2 separate regions of the Macaca mulatta genome follow, and region 2 is linked to region 1. Evidence: chromatin contacts called from public Hi-C data. All regions are on one chromosome and are shown on one strand. Each heading gives the region's core, a stretch centred on a gene start, on an enhancer-like site or on the middle of the called end of the contact. The rest is flanking DNA. Distances are from core to core; before and after follow the strand shown.

What was found. Hi-C and Micro-C count contacts between places; a contact is called where the count stands out from the background.
Region 2: a contact with region 1 is called in a Hi-C map of blood, with 3 times the contacts expected there. The contact joins the promoter of HELB here to the promoter of TMBIM4 in region 1. A contact is called at or near these places in 2 of 14 Hi-C or Micro-C datasets (blood and cortical neurons).

Annotation. Positions count from the first base shown.
Region 1 is chr11:73,316,756-73,323,709 of T2T-MMU8v2.0, reverse strand. TMBIM4 (transmembrane BAX inhibitor motif containing 4) reads left to right here and starts at 3,201. Exons shown (of 7, transcript XM_015152213.3): 1 at 3,201-3,371. The coding sequence starts at 3,275.
Region 2 is chr11:73,440,427-73,447,214 of T2T-MMU8v2.0, reverse strand. HELB (DNA helicase B) reads right to left here and starts at 4,756. Exons shown (of 13, transcript XM_015152214.3): 1 at 4,402-4,756; 2 at 2,146-2,565; 3 at 775-944. The coding sequence starts at 4,588.

The sequences.
Region 1 (6,954 bases), core at 1,952-4,451:
AGCTACTTGGGAGGCAGAGGCAGTAGAATCACTTGAACCCAGGAGGCAGAGGTCGCAGTGAGCTGAGACCTGCGCCATTCCACTCCAGTCTGGGCAACAAGAGGGAAACTCCGTTTCAAAAAAAAAAAAAAAAAAAAAAAAAATGAGTTGGGCATGGTGGCATGCATCTGTAGTAGGAGGCTAAGATGGGGGGAGCCATTGAGCCCAGGAGTTTGAGGCTGCAGTGAGCTATGATTGCACCACTGCCCTCCAACTTGGGTGACAGAACAAGACCGTATTACAGAAAAAAAAAGAAAAAGAAAAAAAAAGATGTGCAAAGATTCCTTGGTCATTCATGTTTCTTAAAACGTCATTGCTGGCTGGGCATGGTGGCTCAAGCCTATAATCCCAGCACTTTGGGAGGCCGAGATGGGTGGATCACGAGGCCAGGAGATCGAGACCATCCTGGCTAACGCGGTGAAACCCCGTCTCTACTAACAAAATACAAAAAACTAGCCAGGGGAGGTGGTGGGCGCCTGTAGTCCCAGCTACTGGGGAGGCTGAGGCAGGAGAATGGCAACCCGGGAGGCGCAGCTTGCAGTGAGCTGAGATCTGGCCACTGCACTCCGGCCTTGGTGACAGAGCAGGACTCCGTCTCAAAAAAAAAAAAAAAAAAAAAAAAGAAAAGGCATTGCTTTCCTTCTGCATTCAAAGTAAGTTCTTGTCAGTAAGGAAAGCTAGGCCTCTTGGGGCTGTCAGTGCCTTCTCTTCTCTTCCCTTTACTAAGTTGCAGGTGTGACATGCTTATCTTTTACTAGCTTTGAGTCTAGCTTAACTCCCATGCATTGCAGGTCTAACAGAATTCTGTGCTCATGGGGCATGATAAATGATTAAATGCAAATGATTGGCAGGAAACAGTGGACATCCACATTGTGCATACCTCTTCTATTCATGTTCATATTCCATTGTACTTTCAGACTTCACTTACAAAACACATGTTCGAAGGCAAAATTATTAAGTATTTCAAAATGGTGACAGCTGAGCATTAAACCAAGTGCAGGGTCCTTCTGAGTCCAGGGCTCTGTGCAATAGCATAGGTTGCACACCTTTTAAGTCAGCTCTTATTTGAGTTCTAGATAATCCAGTCTTGCCAACGCTTGATATTATCAACCTCTTAATTTTAATCATTTGGTGGGTGCTTAGAGATATCTCATTTTGGCATTTATTTACATTTCTCTGATCAACCTTTCATATATTTATTAGCCACTTGGCTATGTGTGTGTGTGCGTGTGTGTGTGTGTTAGGTTCCTGTTCCAATCTTTTGTCTATTTTTCTATTGACTCTTTTTTTGGTCTGGATTTGTAACAATTGTTTTCATATTCTGAAAAGAAGCCTTATGTAGGTTATATGTATAGCAGATATCTTCCACTACTCTATGGCTTCCTTTTCACTCTCTTATGGTATATTTTGATTACTAGAAATTCCTAATTTTAATATAATTTAATTTGTCAATCTTTTCCTTTGAAGTTAAGTGCTATTTTGTATCTGGTTTCAGAAACCTTTGCCTTCCTCCAAATCATATTCTCCTGTATCATTTTTTTTAAGTTTTATTGTTTTGCCTTTCACATTTAGATCCACAATCTATCTGGAATTTATTTTTTTTGTAATTGGTAAGAGGTAGAGGATCAAACTTTGCTGATGCTGTTTTTAGTCAATACAAAGGTGAGTTCCCAATGTAGCTCCAGTTTGTCTTCTATAAAAAAATTCCATTATTATGGCAGGGCAGAGAAAGAGGGGATGGCTTCAGGTTAGGATGGGAGAGAAAACGGATTACATTCCCAGTGTCATCTGAAGTGAAACTTATCTCAGATTTTTCTCAACAAGCGTTTTAAGTCCTCTCACCTGGAGAGTGACTAAAGTGATAGAGGCCATATCCCACTCACCTATCCATTCAATAAACTAAAATGAGGGGCTGGACACAGTGGCTCATATCTATAATCTCAGCACTTTGGGAGGCCGAGGTGGGGGGATCACCTGAGCCCAAGTTCGAGACCAGTATGGGCAACATGGCGAAATTCTGTCACTACAAAAAACACAAAAAATTACTCGGGTGTGGTCACCTGACCTCAGGAGGTCCAGGCTGCTGTGAGCCTAGATAGTGCCACTGCACTCCAGCCTGGGTGACAGACTGAGACTCTATCTCAAAACAAACCAACAAAAACAAATTAAAATGATGTGCTTGTAAAATGTAAAATCATAAAAGATAAAGTTTTATTTTTGTTTTGTTTTTCTTGTCATTATGGAAGTGAGGTTAGTTATTTTGGCAAAGCCTTCTGAGGACTTCAAGTTTAAGGATTTAGTTTCAGAATACACTGTTCCACAACTGTTCTGAATTCCACTTGCTAAGTGTTCGGGTGTTGTGGTTAAGGTGAGGACTGGGCAATTTGGGTAGCTCAAAGTAAACTCACCAAAACAATTCCAAGGGACCCTAGGATGACACTACTCTGGGTATGTCTACACCTATTTATATTGGAATGACAACAATATCATGAATACTCACTCTAATTCATTGTATTTGCCACCATCATCTCTCTCTTAAGAGTAATAAAACTTTATCCCCTTTTCTCTGCCTTTGGTCACGGCCCTCTTCAATGTATTCTACTTCTGGCATAGGATGATCTGGCCTTTGCTTATCTCTATCTCTCCAGCCTCATTCTTTGCCACTTGTCCCCTACACCAGCTGAGCTTCACCATCTCCCTCTTTGCAGAGGTTGGTCGCTTGAGGACCAGCCTACATTACTGCTCTTTCTCTGGTTGGCCCCTACTTGCCTTTCAGGATTAAATATTACTTCATTCAGAAAGCCTAGTTTATAGAAAGTGCCCAATAAATATATATTATTATTTTAAAATAATGGTAAAAACGCATCCTCGGTGTGATTATTGAAAGAGTGGATGAATGAGATGGGTATTTGTTGAGTGGATGGGTGACTGGGACATGGGTTCTATCACTAGCAACTCTCCAGGTGAGAGGACTTAAAAAGTTTGTTGAGAACAATCTGAGAAAAGTTTCACTTCAGATGACGCCGGGAATGTAAACCATTTTCTCTTCCATCCTAACTCGGAGCCATCCCCGCTTTCTCCGCCCAGCTGGAATTTTTGAGGCGAGAAAATCGACTCGCTCGGGATTCGCCCGCCGACGCCGCTCGACTTGTTGGGGCTGGGCTCTTCTTCGCGGAAGAGGATAGGAGGCGGTTGCGGTTGCTCGGCCAGGGCGGGTAGGGGTGCTGTTGCCGTCATGGCTGACCCCGACTCCCGGTACCCTTGCTCCTCGATCGAGGACGACTTCAACTATGGCAGCAGCGTGGCCTCCGCCAGCGTGCACATCCGAATGGGTACGTTGTCCCCTCTCCAGTGCCTCCCAGCCGCTTGTCCGCAATGCTCGGTCTTTAGAAGCCGACTTCCGGCTTCAGAGGGACAGCGGCCGTCTCCCGGGACTCAGGAGAAAGAGGGCTGAGCTCCCTGCCCTCTTTCTCCGGGAACCGGAGGACTGGCGCCCTCCTCCGGGAGTCGGGAGAGGCGCTCCCTCCCCTCCTAGCGGGTGTAGGAGGGCCCAGGCCCAGAAGACTTGCAGCTCCCCTCTGTGCGCCTCGGATCCCCAGCGGGCGCCGCGGTGTAGGAAGGGACGGATGGAAACCGCCGCAGCTTTAATTTGGCATCTTGAAGTGAAAAGAAACGTGATGGAAATGAGTCAGTTGATCACTGTGACGTACACACGAGTGGAATCAGCGGCCTAATGCTTTTGTTCTGTGGGGTGCCGCGTTACATGTTTATATTTACCGTCCTATGCTAGGCTGTAGGCTCCCTGACGGCACTATTTCCTGTCCGCAGGGCCCAGAATGCAACAGGTCTTTCTGAGTATTATTGAGGAAGTTGCTGAACACAGAAGCTTCCTAAGTCAGTATCAATGTTTTAAGTTATTACGTAGTAGCCAATGGGCAGAAATTTTTGAATTTAAAATCCTTAGCTTCATCTACGTGGAAGCCATTGTCTGCTCTAGTTTGGCCATTTGATCACCGAAACTGCCCCAGACTTTCAGCCTGTCTAGGCAGCTGGAAGTTGTTCTGGAAAAGGAAAGATGAAGATAGTTCTGATGTGCTAAGAATCTTGGTGCCTAGAACTTGTTCTGGAAAAGGAAGGATGAAGATAGTTCTGATGCACCAAGAATCTTGGTGCCTAGCATTTATATTTTTGGAATTGAATTTTGAAATTATTTTGGCAAGTGAATTCAGCTTTTTTAAAAAAAATTGTGGTAAAATACAGGTAACATAAAATTTACCATCTTAACTATTTTTAAGTGTACAGTTCAGTAGTGTTAAGTTATTCACATGGTTGTGCACTGTTAAAAGAAAAGCTTTAGACACATTAAATCTAACGGAGTTTAAGCACAGAATGATTTGTGAATTGGGCAGGTCCCGGAACCAGAATAGGTTCAAAGTGACCAGTGCTGCCCCTTGGTGGGAGAAAATTTATGGAGAGAGAAAGTAAAGTGATGTACAGAAAATGGAAGTGAGGTACAGAAACAGTTGATTGGTTACAGCCTGGCTTTTGCCCTATTTGAACATGGTTTGAACACTTGGCCGTCTTTGGTTGGCTGAAACTCAGTGATTGGTTCAAGCGTAGGTTACAGCTTGTTTACACATTCAGTTAGGTTATAGTTCACTATATACCGAGAACCCCTAGGCCGAACTTAAAGGGATAACTTTAGACTAAACTTATACACCATCGAATATCCAGAACTTTTTAATCTTGCAAAACTGAAACTCTGTACCTATTAACTCTCCATTGCTTCCTTCCCCTAGTCCCTGGAACCACCATTTCACTTTCTCCCTTTGTAAATTTGGCTTCTCTGATACGATCAGTATTTGTTTTTTTGTGATTGGCTTATTTCAATTATCATAATGTCTTCAAATACATCCATGTTGTGGCATATGTTAGAATTTCCTTTTTTTTTTTTTGAGACAGGGTCTCACTTTGCCACCCAGGCTGGAGTGCAGTGGTGAGATCACTGCTCACTGCAGCCTCTACCTTCTGGGCTCAGGTGATCCTCCCACTTCAGTCTCCCAAGTAGTTGGCATTACTAACGCAGGTCACCATGCCTGGCTAATTGTTTTATATTTTTGGTAGAGGCGGGTTTCTCCATGTTGCCCAGGCCAATCTTGAACTCCTGGACTCAAGCGATCCTCCCACCTCAGCCTCACAAAGTGCTGGGATTACAGGCATGAGCCACTGCACCTGGCTGCACAATTTTTTTTTTTTTTTTTTTTTTTTTTTTTTTTTTTTTTTTGAGACGGAGTCTTGCTCTGTCGCCCAGGCTGGAGTGCGGTGGCCGGATCTCAGCTCACTGCAAGCTCCGCCTCCCGGGTTCACGCCATTCTCCTGCCTCAGCCTCCCGAGTAGCTGGGACTACAGGCGCCGCCACCACGCCCGGCTAATTTTTTGTATTTTTTAGTAGAGACGGGGTTTCACCGTGTTAGCCAGGATGGTCTCGATCTCCTGACCTCGTGATCTGCCCATCTCGGCCTCCCAAAGTGCTGGGATTACAGGCGTGAGCCACCGCGCCCGGCCAACAATTTTCTTTTTAAGACAATAATATTACTTTGTATGTATATACCAAAGTTTGTTTATTCATCCATTGATGGATATTTGTGTTGCTTCTACCTCTTGACTGTTTTGAATAGTGTTGTCGTGAATATAGGTGTGCACATACCTCTTCAAGACTCTGCTTTAATTCTTTTGAATATATACCCAGAAGTGGAATCGCTGGATTGTGTGGTAGTTCTATTTTTAATTATTTAAGGAACTGCCATACTGTTTTTGATGGGGGCTACATCATTTTACATTCTCAGCAACAGTGCACAAGGGTTCACCTTTTTCTACATCTTTGCCAACACATTCTGTTCTTTTCTTTCTTTTTTAAAATGAAAGTAGCCATCAGATGAGTGTGAGGTGATATGTCCCTTTGGTTTTGATTTGCATTTCTCTAATGATTTAATGATGTTGCACATTTTAAAAATATGCTTGTGGGGCATTTATGCATTTTCCTTAGAGAAATGTTATTCAAGTCCTTTGCCCAATAAATTTTTTTAAAGCAATTTTAGGTTCATAGCAAAATTTAGCAGAAGGAACAGAGTTCTTATGTACCCTTTCTGCTTTTCCCCAAGCCTCCTGCACTAATAACATTCTGTACCAGAGTGGTACGTTTGAAATTTAAGACTTCTGTTTATCAAAGAACACAACAGAGTGAAAAGGCCTATAAAATGGGTGAAAATATTTGCAAATCATATATCCTATAAGGGGCCAATATCCAGAATACATAAGGAAATCCTACCATTCAATAACAAAAAACAACCTGATTTTAAAGTGAAGAAAGTCAAGAGAATAAGATAGACTACATACTGGGAGAAAATATTTGCAAAAGAAATATCTAATAAAGGACTGTTACACAAAATATACAAAATAACTCTTAAAACTCAACAATAAGAAGACAAATAGCCTGATTAAAATACAGGCAAAAGACTTGAACACATACCCTACTAAAGAAGATTCACAAGGTTGGGTGCAGTGGCTCACACCTGTAATCCTAACACCTTGGGAGGCCAAGATGGGAGAATCACCTGAGCGTGGGAGGTTGAGGCTGCAGCAAGCTGTGATTGTGCCACTGCACTCCAGCCTAGGCAACAGAGTGAGACCGTGTCTCCAAAAAAAAAAAAAAAAAAAAAAGGATCATATATACCAGGATTTATTCTTGGAGCTGTGTTGTATTCCATTGGTCTATATGTCTCTGTCTTTATGCTATTACTACACTGTTTTGATTACTGTGGCTTATGTAATAATAAGTTTTGAAATCAGGAATGTGAGATCTCCAGCTTTGTTGTTCTTTTTAAATATTGTTTTGGCAATTTGGGACATTCCATA
Region 2 (6,788 bases), core at 3,507-6,006, 120 kb before region 1:
ATAATCTCATGTTCCAGAATCTCATCTTTAAAAGCATACTGAATTTATAGAAATTTTATGTAAGGGAAAAATTCCTTATTCCAGTATTTCTCAAACTCAGCATCTGCAAACATTCTTGAGGTTCCAAGAATTTTCTCAGAGTTTCTCAATTGTATTTTTCTTTGGAAAACCACCTTATAACCAAGAACTACCAAGATTAAGTATCACATTTGGTTTCCAAGACCACTGGAGCCTCAGTGTGTCCCTTTACTACTCATAGTCTCTAATAATAAGAACAGAAGTGGATTCATTTATAAATGATGTTATTGTACAAAATAAAAATCAAATGGCATCATGATATATCACATGAATAATGAAAATTGTCAACAGTTCAAACTGGAAGTGGGACATTGAGTTGCACGGCAGAATGGACTTGCCAAATTTGTAAGAGCTTTTGACCTCAATGAGATCTATACTCAAGTTGCAAATGACAATTTAATTACAGGACATTGGTCACATTCAATTATACAACTAAATTAATACCGATAATTTGAATGTCATCAATTTTTTTTCAATTACAAATGTATGCAACTCTATAAGTTGCATAACTACTTATAAAATGTTCTTATGCTATAGCCATAAGAAGTTTATGTACAGTTGCAACATTTGAATAAAAATAAATCAGTACTGGGGTCCACACAAATTTTTTTCCTTTGAAAGAGAAAGGAAAAACTGCCAACTTTGAAACCAGGCCTTACACAAGATTACTATATGCTGAGCAAACATTTTACTTACTTTACTAAATCCAAGTTTCCACGGATGTGTACCTAAAATCTCTTCTATCTCTTTCAACATCTCTTTAGAACCTGACTCTATGAGCCATTTAAAGTGTCGAGGCAGAAGAACTGGAAGGAATTCCATTATTTTCGGAAACTGCAAAGCTGTCATTACATTTCTATATGGAACTACAAAATATCAGAAAAGAACAAAGTAAAACATAAATGAATCCAAAGAATGACTGATTTGAAGTACTTTCTCATTTTGCACAACCAATTCAAGAAATCCAAGTCAAAGACAGATTAGTACATTTGCCTTAACCAGTAAGACAATTTGGATCATATTATGACAATTGCTTTTGTACTGAGATGGTTTTCATTGTGTTTAACACCAAAATTTATGTTCTTTAAATGCTTAAATAATGATTTCTTAGCCTTTTGTTTCCTACTGTCTGCACTACAACAGAACAAAAATTCTGACTCAATTATATAAATTTAAAGCTAAGGATATAAAATAAGTAATTTACGTAGTAACCTTTATAATCATTTTCTATAATCATAATCTTTTGTCACTGAAGTCATTCATTGATGTACCATCAAATTTATTTGATACAATTAGGAAATGAAATATTCCATATATATGAATGCCCATATAACAAATCATATTAAAAATTATTTGAAACCATTTTGGACTGAAGTATTTCCTAAATATATTATTCATATCCTTGTTGTTCTTCTCTATCTCTTTAAACAGAATAATTTACAACTGATTTTTTTTTTTTTTTAACTAAGACAGTGTCTCACTGTCACCTAGGCTGGAATATAGTGGTACAATCATGGCTCACTGCAGCCTCCATTTTCTGGGCTCAAGTGATCCTCCTGCCTCAGCCTCCCAAGTAGCTGGGACTACAAGTATGTGTCACCACACCTGGCTAATTTTTAAAAATTTTTTTGTAGAGACAAGGTCTTACTATATTGCTCAGGCTAGTCTCGATCTCCTGCGCTCAAGTGATCCTCCTGCCTCAGTCTCCCAAAGTGCTGGGATTACAGGCATGAGCAGCCACCACATCTGGCCAGCAACTGATTTTGTTTTTTTTTTTATTAATGATTCAAGGTAATCTCTATGAGTACAAAAGTTAGAGAAAGCGATAAAATCACAATTTTAGAGGTGGCAAGGAACTGGAAGGATTTTAAAGATCGGCTCATATAATCCCATCATGTTACAGATGAGAAACCTGAAATATCAATGGCATACTCCAAAAGCAACATAAACACATTTTTCAACAAATAGATTTTTAAAAGGAATACTATGCTAGTGGTAATATTTTAAACACTGTAGTCATTAAGTATGTCAATTTCACTGAAACTTGATGATAACAATCACACTTACTTTTGTTTTCCAGAGGAAGGCTCATCTCATTGTCTGGGAACAACTCTTCCTGACCATTCTGTGCAGGCTGCTTTTGATCTTTCCTTCCAGTTTCCTTGTGGAAAGTTCTTAGTGTTTCCCTAAGATTTTCAAAGTTTAGGTTTTTGTAGTTTGATACCTCATTTACCCATGCTAAAAATTTATTAATAACATCACTGGAGACCTCACACTCTTTAAGAAAGAGAGCACAGATATGTTTTTGATTTGGTGGTGACATATCAGACTGCAAAAAGTAAGACGGAAATCCTTGAACTTGATATTGATAGCTCCTTGATCCCACCACAGGCTTTACTTGTACCTTCACTCTCCACCAAGCACCTGTTATCGGAAAACGTCCCAACACTTTACATGTCTCTTGTGTGTTTTCATCAGGAATTAAAACTAAAAAAAAAACAAACAAAAACCCACAAAAGTTAACTCTGGAGATTATTTAGAAACCATTTCCTCAAAGTTTTACCAAACTTACCACTATCTTTTATCTCCCTACAGCACTCTCTAAAGATGTCTGTTAGGGTGCCTGTAACACTGCATTCTGCCTACCTCTTTTTCTGTCTCCCTCTACTACACTGTAAATACTAAAACAGGACACTGTTTCGTTTGTCTTTGTATTCCAAAAGGCAAGCACAGTACACAGCACGTGTCTGCTGTTCCTCTTCTAAAACCAGTCCCCTCTCTGCTACTCTGACTTCAGCCAATACTGGCCTTCATGCAGTTTCTTGAAAATGCCATGGCCCTTCACTCAAGTTATTCCATCTGCCTTAACTGATCTCCCCCTTACTGTTGACTACATTTACTACAGACCTCAGCTTAATTGTCACTGACTCAGAAAAGTCTTCCCTGAATCTCATGTATAAAACCTGTCAAAGCACTATTTAGCATTCCTTCTAAGCATTTAGTAACATTATAGTTACTTCTGTGATTGAAGAATGTTTGTTTAATACACTAGAAGGTAAGCTTCATTAAGACTGCAACCTTGTTATTATATTTTTCTAGGTTTTCCCAGCACCAAACATGCTAGCCAGTCGATGATACTTTAGAATGAATGACTAAGCCCTCCACAAATACTTGAAACTTTTCTGCCTAAATCTGTACTGTCCACCTACATGTGGCTATTTAAATTAAAATGTAATAAAACTAAAAATTTGTCTCCTCAGTTACACTAGCTGTATTTCAAGTTCTCAACAGTTACATATGGCTAGTGGCTATTATACCAAACAGTGCAGATATAAAACATTGCCATCATCATGGAAAGTTCTACTGAACAGCACTGATCTGCACATTAAGATATTTTAAGTCTCAGTCACAAAGTACACATAACGGGTATAACTTACAGCACAGAAAACTATCTTATAGCACAGGAAACTACTTACACAAGGTTTACCCGAACCACAAGGTTACTAACACTAGTTAATAATCATCTGTGCACTGAGGTGTTCCTTGTGTTTTGTTTTGTTTTTCTTTTCTTTCTTTATTATTACTATTATTATTTTTTTGAGATGGAGTTTCGTTCTTGTTGCACAGGCTGAAGTGCAAAGGCGCAATCTCAGCTCACTGCAACCTCCACCTCCTGGGTTCAGGCAATTTTCCTGCCTCAGCCTCCCAAGTAGCTGGGATTACAGGTGTGCGACATCACGCCCGGCTAATTTTGTAGTTTTGTTGTTGTTGTTGTTTTTCTTTTTTACTAGAGACAGGTTTCATCATTTTGGTCAGGCTGGTCTCGAACTCCTGACCTCAAGTGATCCATCTGCCTCGGCCTTCCAAAGTGCGTGAGCCACTGCACCCCGCCTGTTTTCTTTTTCCAAGAAGCTGCGGAAGAACCACGTATTTGACTCCAGGCAATATAGGATTAATAGTTACAAGTTCTCATGCTATAGAACTTGAGGATAAGCGGTCAGAAAGAAAAATAAAAGTTCAGATTCTGGGTGGAAATAGAGACTCAACATACACTGTTTCCTCGAGGTAGTGTAAAACTACCTCAAAGGACGAATAAGAGAATGAGAATAATTAATACAGCAAGCTTAACACATAGCATGTGCTCAGTTAAAGTCACTGCTACTATTATAGTTAAAACTTTACCCTAAGTAGGATGAAGCAGCTAGACCATTGAGAAGCTAAATCTGTTAGCAGCGACTGGGTGCCTTGCTCAGGGCAAAGCCAGAATGGGACGCGCTACGTTGGACCCTCCAACCCCATCCCCGGGGCAGGGGGCTTCCTCACCGCGGATGCACCCGGGGAGGCTGCCAGCCTTTACGCCCCCACTGCAGAGCTCTTCGGCGTCGACGAACACGGAGTCTTCATCCTCCTGCACGTCGTCGTTTAGGTAGTCTTCGTCCTCCTCCACCAGATCCTTGGGTGGAAGCAGAGGTCCCTGAAGTTGGCGTAGGTACCGACTCGACCTGGCCATGCTTCTCCTGAACTCAACCCAAACAACTCGGAAAAACCTTGGCTAACTGCACGGTCATGATCAGCCAATCAGTTCCACTACTGTAAGGCCATCAACTTCCGGGAACGGCCTGGCGACCGCCCCTTACGCAAAAACCGGGCGGTAGCGAAGCTCCGCCCCAAGTTTCCAGGAATTGCCGTGAGGAGGGCGTGTGAAAGGGGCGGGGCCAGGTGGATTAGGGGCGGGGAAGGGAGAGCGCGGGGCGGGTAGATGGACCGGGCTTCTGCTCGTTTCGGAGCACTGTGCAGGGAGGTGAAGATCAGGAAGATGCCGGGACGAGATCAGCACTGGGGAGTGACAGGCGTCGCACCTGCAGAACCGCCAGTGCACGGCATCTCCTGCGGAGAAAGAACGCGGAGAAAGTCCGCTTCTGAGCCTGAAGAACCCAGAAAAGCAAACCCCACCCCAACCTCCCCAAAACGAAAGTATAGCAGATGCCCTTCTGGAATCGGATCTAGGGCAAGAACCCAGAATTGTCTTTTTAATGTACATTCCGGGCTGTCCATTTTGATGTTCAGCTAGATTTGGACACCACTGGATTAGATGACATTCAAAGTTCTTTTCATCCTTTCCTCTGTGAGTACGCCCTGGTCTCCCATACTTGTTTAAGTTAGGCTTAAATTTAAGCTGGGCTACCTGTTGACAGTGGGGCAAAAGCATCTCTTTGCAGCCCAGAGTATAGACAGGAAAAGGGGAAGGGAAATAGAAGAGAAAGGAACGTGGTTTTAAAAACTATTCTGGGGCTATGATTCTCTTACTTGATGGGGATAGTACTTGAAAGTCTTGATACTCTTTAAGAAATACCATAAATATATTACTACATTACTGTATTGATACTGTTTATTTTGGGATTATTCTCTTAATAATAATCCTGAAATAACTAAACATACACTATTTACTAAATCCAAAAGCATCTTATGCTATATTTAAATATACATAAACGACAACCAGCACCAAATATTTAAGAAAAATGAATAGGAGAAAATACAAAAAATGATTTTTTTCCCTTTGTGTACCAATTGAAAAATGCCCACTTTTGTTGCTTTTAAAAGAAATACTGTTGCAGCTGACAAAACACCAGTGTTTCCAAGGATTGGCTATATGAGGTTGAATTCCTTTGACGTTCACATGACTACTGTTTCCACCACATTGAATCTCCTCTGACAAATGTCACACTTACTGTCCTCTTCGTTTCAAAAACCAGTGGATACTTTTCAGCCTTTGTTTTACCTGACCTCTCAGCAGTATTTGATACTGATGAGTATTTTCTTCTTGTAGCATTCTGCTGCCTGGGTTTTTGCAGCTTGCCATCTCAGATTTTTCTTCTTCCTCTCTGGCTATTTACAGTCTTGGACCCCTCTTCTTGCCTTGTAAGTACTGGTATTCCCCAAGGCTCCATCCTAAGCATCTTCTTGCTCTATAATCCTTTCCTCAATCATCCTTCACCTACATGCTAATAACTCAGCCTAATCTGATCTCCAAACCATACAAACAACTGCCTAAACACTGTCAGTCACTACTGGATGCCCCTTGGCTACTTCAGACTCAGCATATCTAAACTGCAACTTATCATTGGCTTCCCAAATCTGGGTCACTTATGTGTATATACATGGGATATTGTTGTTACCAACATGATGCCTTGGGCACAAGAATCGACTCTAGATCTCTAGATGTTAAACTTCTTTTTTCTCTCTTTTTGTTTTTTTTTTTTTTGGAGATGAGGTCTCACTGTGTTGCTCAAACTGGTCTTGAACTCCTAAAGTCAAGTGATCCTCTTGCCTCGGCCTACCAAAGTGCTAGAATTACAGATGTGAGACACTACACATAGCACAGGTGTTCAACTCCCCCTCCCCTTTTTTTTTTTTTTTTTCCGAGACAGGTCTATATTGGCACCGTCTCAGTTCGCTGAGGCCTCAACCTCCCAGCAGGCTTAAGTGATGTTCCCATATCAGCCTCTCAAGTAGCTGGGACCACAGGCTCACACCACTAAGCCCGGCTAATTTTTTGTAATTTTTTGTAGAGACGGGGTTTTGCCATGGTGTCCAGGCTGGTCTCGAACTCCTGAACTCAAGTGATCTGCTGGCCTTGGCCTCCCAAAGTGCTGGGATTATAGGCGTGAGCCATTGCACCCAGCCACTATATGTTCAGTTTCTATTCATAT